Regions from separate parts of the Sus scrofa genome. Here all the other regions are linked to region 3. Evidence: chromatin contacts called from public HiChIP or PLAC-seq data. All regions are on one chromosome and are shown on one strand. The core of a region is the stretch at or near the end of the contact, and the rest is flanking DNA. Distances in the headings are between cores, read along the strand shown.

Region 1 (4,410 bases), core at 1,003-3,502, 84 kb after region 3:
ACGTTGCTGTGGCTGTGGTGTAGGCTGGCAGCTGCAGTTCCAATTCAACCCCTAGCCTGGAACCTCCATATGCCATGGGAGCGGCCCAAGAAATTGCAAAAAGACAAAAAAAAAAAAAGAAAGAAAGAAAGAAAGAAAGAAAGAAAAGAAAACCACAGGAGTTTCTTAAAATCAGAATAAAAACTGAAGTGTTAACATCTATCTAAAGCTGAAAGAACCGCCTAAAATAGACAAGGAAAAATAAATTGGGACAACACAGAGGTTTACCATAAAAGTGTTTCCATGATCCCCAAACCTTGGGAGGAGCAAATGTAAAACAATCCAAGTCACTACAGTTCAACAGAAAAGGAATGTACCCCCAACAAGCTGCCTCTAATGACTCCCGATTAGAACAAAAGTTTTTTGAAATATGAACCAAATAGAGCTGACAAGTTCTGTTACTTAAGACAAGATGCAAGAACATATGCACTGGCATATTTTCATCCCAGGTTACTTATTTAAAACAATTTTTTTTCTTAAAGTGCCTATGAGGGTGGGTGTTTTTTTTTAGGCACACATAAAAGGAAATAAATGAGCCAAGATCCAGGCTCTGTCAAGCTCTCTTCCACTGAAGAGGAACCTAACAATATACTTTCAAACAAATAACTGTCAAATAGCTGATATTTGCTAGAAAGAATAGCTTTGGAAATCTGGGAACTCAGCCCTGACCTCTATCTTTCCTAGAGCAGTAAAACTTCATATAGAACATTTCAAAACTAGTTGTATGGTCCTGAGACCTGATAATTTATAATTACACTAATATAATTCTCAAATGTGACAATGTTTCCAAAAATGCTTCTACCGTTTCACTCCTATAGATTTGTTACTATTTAATGCTGTGCCTCCTATGTTCCGCATTCAACCATGCTTTCCTATCCAACAGAATCCCTCTCTTAGCCTGGGTCTGTTTATTTTCCTCCTCACATCCCAGGTCTGGTAACTGTGGATGGACTCGAGGGCTCCACCGAAAACCTCAATGTTCCAACACTGGCACGCCAGCAAAATTCCTGATCTGATCCTACTGTTCGGATATGTCGCTAAGGCCCTGATGCCCTCTCCTCCATGGCCTCAGACCTGACATCCACCGACATCAGGGTCACTCACTACCTGTGTTACACTCCTGCATCTAAGTCTAGCATCCCTGCATCTCGGTGATTCCCTCAAGCTGTAACTAGGGTTTAAGCGTTTCCAAGCCTGGCACCCTTGCAGCTTGCACGCCCCTATCCCGGACCATGCATGTTCCACGGAGGATACCTCTGGAATTTGGAGTGCCTCCCATTCCCGGCCATGCACAGGAACACAGGCTACCCCCGAAGTGACTGCCAGACCACCACCCTCTCTGCCCCCTGAAGGCCTTTACGGCTCGCTCCCAACCTCCTCCCCACGCCTGCGCCGTAGGAGGTCACCGTCCTGCAGCCCGAGCCCAAGACGCGCGCATCCCTACAGCCTCCGATCCCTTCCTCACCCCCTAGGCCGGAGCCAGCGCGACCAATAACGTGCCAGGTCCGCGGCCTCCCCGCCACCGACCAATCACGAGCGAGCCCCCCCGCAGTCGCCTTCCGCCAATGGGAGAAAGCCCGCGGGCCGGGCCGACAAGCTCACGGACCCCACGAGCGCAGCGGAGGCGACAGCGGCGGGCCCGGCGAGGACACAACATGGCGGCGGGCAGGCCGAACCGAACTGCAGCAGCGGCCGCGCGAGGGCAGTGAGGGCCGCGCCGAAGGCGGGAAGCGCCACCCCTCCCCCCGCCGCCGCCGCTCCCCGCTCCCGCTCCCTCCCGCGGACGCTCCCGCACACTCACACGCCTCCTCAGGAGTCCAGCGAGGAGCAGGAGCCGCCCCCGCGCCCTTGCGGCGTCGGGCAATGCAGAGACCTGGGCGCGGCGGAGGGGAGGGGGACGCGTGCGTCACGGAGAACGGAGCGCGCGCGAAGCGGGGGCACAAACAAGATGGCGGCCACGCCGTTTGCCCCGTCTCCCCCCTTCCCCTCCCCCCACCTTGGCGCCTTGACTCCCAGTGTCTTTAATACGCAGAAGCTAAGTTGCTTGAAGTCTCGCGAGAATTGCGAAGGGCGGCGGCACGGTGAGGCGGGATGAGGCGTGAGGCTTCTGGCCCCGCCCCTCGAGGCGGTCCGGAGGCGTTTGCGCTGCGACCTCCTAGGAGGAGCCGTCGCCGAGAAGCTGTCCTGTGTGCACACTTAGGAATTTTAGGGAATAAGCAGTTGTTGTAGGTCTTTTTTTTTTTTTTTTTTTTTTTTTTTTTAATTTGAGAGAGAGGAGCTGAGGGATGGAGGGCGACGTGGGAATGCCAGACTAGGGCGCCGTTAAAGAAGTTAGCTACCTGCACCGCGAAAGGGGGTTCTAACCCCAAAACTGAAGTGGTGTGTTCCACCAGAAAGAACAGCGCTTCCCAAGAATGGTCAGCTTGTAGCCTTACCTCAGCAGGGACGTTGTTTTCCTCACTCGAATGCAGTTTAAAACTTCTTCAAAAACTGGTGGAAACTGAACTGCAATGAGCATTACAACTTTTTCATATTTAGCTCTCTAAATCGACACAACAACTTAGTCCAAAGGCGTTATCATTATTTCCTTTTTTTTTTGCTTTTTGGGGCCGCACACGCGGCATGTGGAGCTTCCCAGGCTGGGGGTCTAACTGGAGCTACAGCTGCAGGTCTACACCACGGCCACAGCAACGTGGGATCCAAGCGGCATCTGCGACCTACACCACAGCTCACGGCAACGCTGGATCCTTAACCCCCTGAGCGAGACCAGGTATCGAACCCACAGCCTCCTGGTTTCTAGTCAGATTCGTTGCCGCAGCACCACAACAGGAACTCCATTAGCATTATTTCTTTCTTACAGGTGATGGAACTGAAGCGCAGAGGGTTAAATAATTTGATCAAGTCTCTGCAGCTCAAGTATCAAAGCTCCACTTGAATAGCTCCCAAACCTTTAAAAAAATGCATCGAATATATTTGAATGGCATTATCTACGGACAGTTCCTGTCAGGTAGCAAACACAGAGAGAAATGAGACTGCCCCTGCTGGTAGTTACCATGAATTTTACGAAGGATCTTGGAGCCTCTCTGAGGAGCCACTTGGAGCCACCCCTGCAGGGTCCTCAACCATAACATCAATATGTTGTTTCCTTCCTTTGAGTTCACGACCCTGGTGATAAAGAAGTAGAGCAGAGCGGAATTAACCCTTAACTCGAATTCAGGAACATTGTCTGCAGCCCTAACAAATCTCACTCCAGGCACTCAATCAATATTTGATGAGTGAATGAACAAAACCTAACTAGTTACAAGACATCTGACTTCCCTGAGTCTCAGATTTCTTCATCTGTAAAACGATCTAATTCCTACCTCCTGGGAGTGCTGGGGAGATGGAATGCAATTATGTAAGGGAGAATATATAAATTGCAAAAGTGTAAAGAAGTTAGTGGTAATATTTTCAGACAGAAATGGCATAAAAAGTTAAAAACAGACTTAAAATAAGAAATAGTCATGCTGGAGTTCCCGTTGTGGCTCACCAATAATGAATCCGACTAGTATCCATGTGGCTGTGGGTTCGATCCCAGGCCTTGCTCAGTGGGTTAAGGATCCAGTGTTGCTGTGAGCTGTCATGTAGATTACAGATGCAGCTCAGATCTGGCATTGCCGTGGCTGTGGCGTAGGCCGGCATCTGTAGCTCTGATTGGAACACTAGCCCCCCTGGGAACTTCCATATGCCACAGGTGTGGCCATTAAAAAAAAAAGTATATTGAAAGAAGAAAAAGAGAGCCAAAAAAAAAAAAAAAAACAGAGGACTAGTATGTTGAGATAGAAAAGCTTAGCGAATGGAAAAAATGCTACGTAAATCTCTACAAATATTTAATGAGCAATTATGGCATGTACTATGCTTGTGCAAAAACAAAAGTGCAAGAAGCAACACAATTATACTTGTAAAAGCAAAGTAAAAATGTGTAGGAAGCAGCACAAATTAGGATTATTAGTGATCATTATAATGAAGTGTTGACACTATATAGAGGCTGCAGTCGGTTTCCCTCGGAATTAAACTAATAAAAATGTACACATTAAAAGAAGTTAGCCAAGGGTGCTAGTAAACGCCTGTAACGACGACGGGTCGTGCTCAAGCACCGTCTGCTCAGGGGAAGTCAGGAAGGGTCTTCCCCGCTAGAGGTTAACCCTTCGGTCGCCAGGCTGTGAGGAGCAAATCCCGGGGGAGGGGTTTGTCCGAAGGCTTGGAACAGCAGCCATTTCCCAGCCGGTAGGAAAATAGTTCAGGATTTTGATAGTCAGTATGTAACTGGTAACCGTCACACCAATACAGGCTGAACGTGAGTCCTTTGCGGTAGACTATGGTTATCAATGT
Region 2 (3,970 bases), core at 186-2,685, 77 kb before region 3:
TCACTTGTGACCTTCTCACAAGCTCTCAGGTGACTACAATCTCCCTTTTACTGAGTAGAAAGCTGAGGCCCTGGGGAAAAAAGTGACACCCTGCCCCCCAACACCCAACGGTCATACTGCTGCGGGTGGTAGAGACACGATTAGAACTTGAGCCTCTGGCTTCTCATGCTACGGTTCTCCTGTCTGCACCAGCTGGATAAACCCAAGTTCCAGGAAATCCCAAGGACGCTACCAGCAGCGGGGAGCCAGAGAAGGGAGGGGCGGAGTGGCAAACAGGAGAAGGGCAAGGTTCCAGAAGGTTGTCTCTTGGCCACCAGGAGAGACTCCAGCTGCTCTAAGGACACGGCTAACTCTGGCTGCGTATGACCCTAGGACAGTCAGTTTCCGTGCCTCGGTCTTCTGATCTGCACAATGGGATTGATAATCCATGCACTGCCCCCAGTAAGGTGTGCGTAGAATGTATAGCATTCTAAACATCCACCTTCTAACTATTGCTATCACGGGAAGGGCAACATCCCCCACTCAGAAGGTCCCTAGGGACAGAACTAAATCCAGCTTTTCATTCATTTGAGGAACATTTTTGAGCACCTACTGCACGCCAGGCACTGTGCTGGGCACCGTGCACACACCACCTCCTTTAACTCTCACAGCAACCCAGTGAGTTTGGTACTGTCGTTGCCCCATTTTACGGATGAAGAAACGAGTGCAGGGGAATGAGGTGCAATTCATTTGATCGTCTGTTGATTCACCCAACTTTTACTGAAAACCTGCCCTGAGCTATAGGCTCTGGGCCAAGGGCTGAGGACACAAGGATGAACAAGTCCTTCAGCAGGCATGCCCATAAATTACTTTAATAACGACTCAGTACGTGCTTTCACAGACAAGGGCGCAGGAGCCGAGGGAGGGTAACTGGGACTCCTGGGATTATGGAGTCGGGCAGCCGACTGTCCGGGGAACTCTGCGCCGCAAAGGTGTCCTTGCCCTGTGTAGAGGCGGCAATCAAAAGGCCTGGGTTCGAGTCTCCCTTCTGTCCAGGCTTTACTTTGTATTCCCAGGAAACGCCTTCTGCCTCTCCAGCTTTCTTCATCTGGAAAATTGAGAGGGTTGAGAGGTTGGGCTTGTGATCCTGCAGTTCAGGGGGCCTAGTAACTCCTCTACCCCTCGCACTCCATCTTCTGGTCTGTTCAAGTTTGGCCCCATCTAGCCCTGAGACTGAGCCTAGGGCAGCCAGACCAAGCCTTTTGCAAAGTGCCAAACACCAGGCTTCGGGACAGACCTCAAAGCCCCAGGGGGCGGGCCTAAGGTCCAAAGGGCGGAGCTGGGACAGGAACCCGGCCGAGACCTCCAGGAGGCGCGGCGCGGCGGGCCCGCCCATCGTCTCACCCAGCCAATGAGCGCTCGGGGGCGGGGCACCCCGCCTCTGGGTATAAGGCTGCGCGGAGGTCGCGGGCGCGTCGCTGAGCTCTCGCTGCCGGACCTGGTGGCTGAGCAGGGTCGTTCTCGCCTTGAGCTGGGGCGCACGGGAGCTCTGAGTTCGTGCGTCCTGGGCTGCGCAGAAGCACAGGTCGGGTTCGGATTTCCTTTGCCCAGCTAGGGTGCAGAGAGGGCACGGCGCCCGGATCCCTCGGCGCAGAGGAACCGCTGGTCCGGGCCGGGGGACGCCCGCGCTGACCCCTGGTCCGCAGCCGCCAGCAGCCGGCCGGCCGTCATGGCAGACCACCTGCTGCTCGCCGAGGGCTACCGCCTGGTGCCCAGGCCACCGCCTCCCGCGCCGGCCCAAGGCCCTCACGTGCTCCGGACGCTGCAGCCGTACTCGGGCCCCGGCCTGGACAGCGGGTTGCGGCCGCGGGGGACTCCGCTGGGCCCGCCGCCGCCGCCCCCACCCGGGGCTCTGACGTACGGGGCCTTGGGCCGCCGCCGCCAACCTTCCAGTCCTTTCCGGCTGTGCCGCCGCCGCCGGCCGCCAGCGGCGCGCACCTGCAGCCCGTGGCGACGCTGTACCCAAGTCGCGCGACCGCGCCCCCCGGCGCCCCGGGAGGCCCCCGGGCCCACAGCCGGCGCCCGGAGCCCCAGCTCCGCCACCGCCGCCACCCGCGCACGCTCTGGGCTGCATGGACGCCGAACTCATCGACGAGGAGGCGCTGACGTCGCTGGAGCTGGAGCTCGGGCTGCACCGCGTGCGCGAGCTGCCCGAGCTCTTCCTGGGCCAGAGCGAGTTCGACTGCTTCTCGGACTTGGGTTCGGCGCCGCCCGCTGGCTCGGTGAGCTGCTAAGCGACGCCTGCCCGGCGTGGCCGAGAGAAGGGGGCCGGCCCCGCCGGACTCGGCACCCAGCGCCGGGGCCCCGGCACGCACCTTCCGTGAGGGTGAGGCAGCGGTTCGCGCACCGAGCCGACGCCGGGCCGGGACGCCGGGCCTCACTGCAGGCCCTGCTTGCTGCAGGATGACAGTTTGGGTTCATCTCTCTGACCCGGAGCCACAGGGCTAAAGCGAAGGGGTCTGGACGCCCCTTGCAGCCTCCCAGCTCTTGGATTCTGTATGCTCTCCTCTCGGATCCTCCAACCCAGCTCCCCAATCTGAGCCATTCCAGGCCTCTGCCTGATTCCCCCTCTCCTCGCGCAGCCCACGGTGTTCACTGGGTCCCGGGAGCCGCCCACCCGCCTGGCCCCGCCCTGGCGGCCTGGGTCCTGAGGTCGTTCGTTGGGCCTCCCGCTCTGGGGAGGGGCAGGTTGTGCAGCCCTCACCCCTGCAAGTGGCCTCCAACACCAAATAAAACTGGGTCACTTTCCAGTCTGGCGTGTTCATTTCCTTATCACTCCAGCCCTAGGCTATATTTGGCTCCTAGAGTCCTGAGGCTGTTGGAGACCCTGGGTGGGGTGGAGGCCACATCCCCCGGCAGTGGCCAGGAGAGGAAACTGACGGTTGCTTTTGAAAATGCCTGTGCGTGGTGCAATCGTCCTGTCATAATCTGGAAGGCAGAGGCTGCCGCCACCCCGTAACCCAAGGGTGAAGGCGGGGGCTCCTGGGAGGGGTGGAGGGAGCTTGGGGGTGCGGCCCTCCCTGTTGGCTCTGCAGGCAGGCCGGCCGGGAGCTGGGTATACCCGAAGGCTTGGACAGCCCTGGCTTTGAACCCGGGCTCTCCCCCTTGTTCTGGGCGCCATCCATTCAGGTTTCTGAGGCCATTTCCTCGGAGGGACAGTGGATCCGCGTCTTAGGTGGCCGTGAGGGTCGCATGCCATGGGCGGCGTTTAGCGCAGTGCCAGGCACGCGGGGCCTCCGTAAATAATAGTGGTGGTGATTTCACAGTAATAGTCATCCCTCGAGGAGTCACAGTCCAGGTGGGAGGAGGGGACGACAGGCCTGGAAACCCACTCGTCTTGGGACAAGGAAGAGAGGGATGCGGACTAGAAAACAGGCAGGATGCCTAGCGGGCAAACCCAGAAGAGGAAGCATCTTCAGCTGGCTGGGGGTCCGGCCAGTTCAGGCTTGGGGAGGTGGGGACATTTGATCGGGTGAGCAGGGCCTTCAAGGATGAGTCTCGGTAGGACTTGGAAAAGAAGGTGTGCAAGCAGAGAGCCGGCTCAAGGCAGGGAGGCTGCCAGGCCGGGGCCTGGGCGGTAAAGCATGGGGCCTCTCACAGGGACAACAAAGGTCTCTTGGTTTTCCGGGGACTGAGAAGTAGGCACGGTCCTCGTTCTGCAGGTGAGGCATCTGGACTCTGGTCCAGACCTGGCAGAGTCTGGCCTCAGTCCGGAGCAGCAGCGTATGCTCCTGCCCACCCTCTGCTGTTGCCTCTCTCTGGAAAGATCCCTAAGTGCTTCTGAGGTGCGGGAGAAAGGCAGGAAGAGAGGGCTGGAAGGCAGGGAGGAGAGGCGGAGGACCGGGCTAGGACAGGCAGGGGGGCTGGAGAGGAGAGTGAATTCCAGAGACTTGGTGGAGAGGAGCACAGAGCTGTGACCTGTGCCCTGCGG
Region 3 (4,521 bases), core at 516-3,015:
GGGCTACTCCCAACCATTGACCCTGACCCTAAGGCCTAACCTCACACCCCGAGCAATCTCAGCTGCCCCCGCCCCCATCTAGCCCACCTGAGGTCTCTGCCCAAAGTCGCAGCTGCCACCCCCGGGGGGCATAGAGGCTGGAAGAGCTCCCTTCCTCCAGCCTCCCTGTGCTCAGGGGGCTCCACATCCCCCTTCCTCTCTGACTCTACAGGGCAGAGACAGGCAAGCACGCAGCAGAGGGTCAGGCGGGAACCAAGACCCAAAGACAAGCGGAAACAGACAAGTAGAAGAGTGAGAGTCAAGCGGCCGGGCGGGCTAGACGGATGGACAGGCACCCAGGCAACCGGACAGGCCAGCGAGGGATGGAAGCAGACAAGCAGAAGGACTGTTAGGGAGAGAGACAAGGAGACAGGACAGCTCCCACCCGGGACCACCCAGGAGACCCCAGGACCCGAGGGCCCTCTCTGGGGGCAGCAATAAGGGATGGATTTCGGCACATTTTCCAAGGACAGGAGGTCTCTCTCGGGCACCTGCGAGTGTCTGAGCGCCAGGCCCAGCCCTTCAACTGATATCCGCGGGGCCTCTCATGTTCCCAGCTGGGCCAGGCCGTCCCCCAAGACTCGGCTCTGAGCTGCCAAAATTCACTCTCTACATCCAAGAAGGGCCAGTGTTTTTGAAAGTTGTAGGAGCCTGGGGAGGCGGGGGAGGGGGCCGGCAGCATGGGTGTTTCCAAACCTAGCTCTCTCCCCTTCCTTTCCCCAGGGGGTACCCAGAGCCAGGCCTGGTGCAGCAGCCCGCGAGCTGGGCAGGCTAGCTGGCAGAGCCTGCAGGGCAGGCGGCACGGCCCGCTGCTGGCTGCTGCCGCTGGGAAGTTGAGGGTGGAGGGGAAGGCTGAGTGAAGACAGCCCACTCACGCCAGGGGCAGAACTCTGGTGGCTCAAGGGGACCCCCGAACACCTACAGTTGGGGGCCAGCCCTGGGCTGGGGTGGAGGTCGTCCCTGGAGAGGGCCCTCTCTGAGGGCAGCTCCTATGGGAGCCCACGGCAGCTACAGAGCTGGGGAGAGGGCGACAGAAAGTGTGTGTGTTGGCGGGGGGAGACAAAGGGTCCTCTTTGCGGCGGGACACAGGAAGACAGAAGTGAGGAAGAGGGAAGGGGAGCTGCACTTTACTGGCCCCAGACTGCAGAGAGATGGGGAGCAAGAAGCCAGATGTGGGGAGCACCTGGGACAGAGGAGCAGGGGCTGGAGCTCCGGATGGAAGTTAGGAGGAGGTGGGGGGGGGTCAGAAGCGAGGTCGGGCCGCGGCTGGGACTTGGGGCGTGGGGCCGAGGGTCGGGCTGCGGCGGGAGCAGAGGGACGGGGGTCTGCGGACCCCGGGGCCTGGGGGTGCGGAGGCAGAGCGCGGGCGCGGCCGGGGACGCGGGGGCGCGAACTCACATGAAGACGTGGTAGACGAAGGCCCAGCCGCGGGGTCGCTCCAGCACGTTGTAGACCCAGTTCTGCAGGCGGCGGTAGCGCTTGTGCGCGGCCGAGGAGCGCTGGCCGCAGGCGGAGCCCGGCCCCGGCCCCGGCCCCGGGAGGGGTGCGCCCGGCGGCAGGGGGCTGCCCAGGAGGCCCAGGCGGCGCGGGGAGCCGCCCCCGCCCGCCTCGCCGCGCTCGCTCCGCACGGCCGTGAGCGCCACCAGCTCGGCGCGGGGGGCGTCCCCGGTCGGGGGGGCCCGGCCGAGGCGGCGGGCGGGGGCCTCGGCCATGGGCGGCGCCGGGCGGGCGGGGTGGGGGGTGCCTGGGGCCCGGGTCCGGTCCGGTCCGGGGCGGGGCGGGGGCGCGCTCTGGGCGCTCAGCGGCGCATGGCTCGGACCCGGGACCGGCTGGGCGTCCCGGGGCGGGCGCGGGCGGCGGCGGGGGGCTAGGGGCCGGGCCGGGGCCGCGCCGGGGCCGAGGGCGGGCGCTCGGAGCCGGGGGGCCGCCGGAGCCCGCGCTGGCCGCCCGCTTCCCCGGCGACTGGGGCGGCTCTTTCCGACTCCAACTCTCTTATTACGCGCTCCATGCCGCTCGCCTTTCCACCTGCCGCCGGCGCGCCGCTCACATGTCAGCCTCGGGCCGCCCCTCCCCCGCCGCCCCGCCGCCCCCGCCCGCCCCGCGGCCGCCTTCCCAAATCGGGAGGGAGCGAGCGAGCGGCGCGGCCGGGCGGAGGGCGGGGACGGGCAGCGAGGCGGCGGCCGGGCCAGCCGGGGCGGGGACCCGACCGCTCGGCGGCCGGCGGCGGCGGCCCGGGGGCCAGCGCCGGGGCCGGAGCCGGCCGGGGCCCGCGGCGAGGCGGCCTGCGCCGGGCTGCGCGGTCCCCGGGGCCGGGCCGGGCCGGGCCGGGCCGGGGGCGGGCCGCCTCGCGTGCGTGGAGGCGAGGGGGGCGTGGAGGCGCGGCCGCCGTCGAGGACGGGGCGCGCGTCCCGTGGAGTTGGGGCGTGAGCGCAGGCAGTGCGCGCGGCTCGGCGAACTGCGGGCATCGGAGGCAGGGGGGCCGGGCCGCGGGGCGCGCTGCGGGGCGTGTGAGTGTGCCCGTGCCGCGTGTGGCCCGGTGCGCTCGCGCCTGAAAGACCTGTGTGTGTGGCACAGCGGGTCTCAGGTGTGTCGGCCTCTCCTCCCACTCCCCCCTGCCTCCGAGCTTCCCTTCTCCGCGGGGTTGGGGTCGGGGCGGCGGCGGCGGGGGGGGGGATCCCGCTTAGGCACCACCGCCCCCAGGAAGAGCCTGTTCTGATCCGGGGGCGGTGGGGGGGCTGCTCCACGCCAACCCAGGCGCTCGCGCTCCCTTGCCGCGCTTCCAGGCGCAGGGCACACGCGTGTTGGGAGCTGAGCTCTGAACCGGCGCGGAGGGTGCACAGCCTCCCCCCCAAAGAAGCCCATACAAAGCGGGGAGACGTGCCCCCCTGCAGTCCCCTCTCCGGCTGGGAAGGTCTCGGTGCCTGACCCGCTCCCTCTAGCTTTGGGGGAGGCCCTTTCGTTCCTTCTAGCCCTCTTGGCTCAGCTCAGAGAGGTCTTTTGGGTTTCCCGAGCCTCCTTCCCTCTCGTCCTAAGGGGAGCTTCGGCCTCGCCAGCCGCTGCCTCCGCACGCCCTGCCCCAGGGTGAAGCGCTTCCGCAGCGAACTCTTCCCGGTTCCTCCGGGAGGATCTCGGGGGACGGAGCCCGAGCGGGAGGGGCATGGAGGGGGGCGGGAAGGCGAGCTCGATTCTCAGCTGTCAGCAAAGGCAGCATTGATCTGCTGCGCGCCAGCGGGGGAGGGAGGGAGGGAGGCAAAGCGGCCTGGCAGGCAGGGAGGGGGCTGCCGGGACTTGGCAGGGGTCCCCAAACGGCGCTTGGCCACGGCTTGCCCTGCTCCAGCAGTGACGCGTTTCCCTCTGCACAGGGGCTGCCTCTGAGGTCTGACCTGCATCTCCCTGGCTGCTCCTGGCTCTGGGTGCACCCCAGGGCCCGAGCCTGGTGTCCCCGTGGAAGGTTTCTGGACGCCAGGGCCCAGCTACGGATGCAAAGCCTGGGCTGGGTCGACCCCTCTCCCTGCCCGCTGAAGCTGGCGCCCCCTAGACAGGCAGCGCTGCTCTCTGGCTCCGAGGGACAGCCGGACTGGGCTTCCTAAATTTGGGGCCCTGGGGGGGGGCGGGGGGGGGCGGGACTAAGGTCTGGGGACTTGCCTGGTGGGAAGCAAAGCAGTGGCAAGGGGTCTGGGGTGTTTTCTGGGTTTTTTTTCAGGCTCTTATGTGGTAGAAATGATACTTGAACATAGGTTCGTTTATCCACACCCGTAGTATCTGAAACTGAGTCTGTTCTGGGAAAGCTGATAGACAGTCCAGCTCAGCATCACCTCTGGACGCCCCCACTTCCCATTTGGGGACCACAAAAGTCCCTTCCTCTCCTTGTGAGGAGTCCTTACTGCCAGGAGAGGGTCTGGCATCCTCTTTCCCAACTAGAGCTTCAGACGACCGCCTCAAAGGCAGCGGGAGGAAGAGAGGCTGTGGCTGCAGCTGGAGGGGTGGAAGGTAGACCTCAGGAAGTTCCTGAGGCTCAGAAGCTCTTTCTCGCACAGGTGTATTCGTAATGAGACAGGCCACCGCTGGGACAGGGGCGATGGTTCTAGCAGCATGTAAGCAGTTCAGTTGGGGTGTGTGTGTGTGTGTGTGTGTGTGTGTGTGTGTGTGTGCGTGCGCGCGTATGGGAACGTGGAGGAAGCACAGGAGAAAGTCCAGTTCAGAGAGGACAGGTGGCCGCTCTGAGGGTCACCCAGTGGCCTTCCTGCCCCATCCGGATTCCCAGGACATGACCATGGCCGGGAGGAAGGCCTTTCCCACCGCAGCCTTTAGTGACTAAGACACTTTTCTGAGCACACAGCTGTCTCAGGCTCTCTCAGTCAGCCTCCCTGCTGGAGGTGGGGGTAGGGAGCTGGGTTTGCCCACCCTCCTCCTTCCCTCTCTCCCACCTGTTCCCTTCACCCCCCAGCAACTTCCTTCCCAGCCCCCCCAGCCCCCACATCT

Evidence for each region. HiChIP or PLAC-seq counts read pairs in DNA pulled down with a chosen protein or histone mark.
Region 1: a contact with region 3 is called in an H3K27ac HiChIP or PLAC-seq map of skeletal muscle. The contact joins the promoter of NFYC here to the promoter of KCNQ4 in region 3. A contact is called at or near these places in 1 of 5 promoter capture datasets (fetal skeletal muscle) and 1 of 2 datasets of contacts at active chromatin or transcription factors (skeletal muscle).
Region 2: an H3K27ac HiChIP or PLAC-seq map of skeletal muscle shows a contact between it and region 3. The contact joins the promoter of CITED4 here to the promoter of KCNQ4 in region 3. A contact is called at or near these places in 8 of 47 Hi-C or Micro-C datasets (embryonic fibroblasts, fetal heart ventricle, fetal skeletal muscle and 4 more) and 1 of 2 datasets of contacts at active chromatin or transcription factors (skeletal muscle).

The regions. Positions count from the first base shown.
Region 1 is chr6:170,483,760-170,488,169 of Sscrofa11.1, forward strand. NFYC (nuclear transcription factor Y subunit gamma) reads right to left here and starts at 2,253. Exons shown (of 10, transcript XM_021096986.1): 1 at 2,036-2,253. LOC110261254 (a long non-coding RNA gene) reads left to right here and starts at 2,748. Exons shown (of 2, transcript XR_002345276.1): 1 at 2,748-2,809.
Region 2 is chr6:170,323,352-170,327,321 of Sscrofa11.1, forward strand. CITED4 (cbp/p300-interacting transactivator 4) reads left to right here and starts at 1,436. Exons shown (of 3, transcript XM_003128106.4): 1 at 1,436-1,912; 2 at 1,915-2,035; 3 at 2,038-2,789. The coding sequence starts at 1,709. The coding sequence ends at 2,273.
Region 3 is chr6:170,399,769-170,404,289 of Sscrofa11.1, forward strand. KCNQ4 (potassium voltage-gated channel subfamily KQT member 4) reads right to left here and starts at 1,766. Exons shown (of 13, transcript XM_021096972.1): 1 at 1,438-1,766. The coding sequence starts at 1,751. LOC106507678 (a long non-coding RNA gene) reads left to right here and starts at 3,276. Exons shown (of 2, transcript XR_002345272.1): 1 at 3,276-4,133.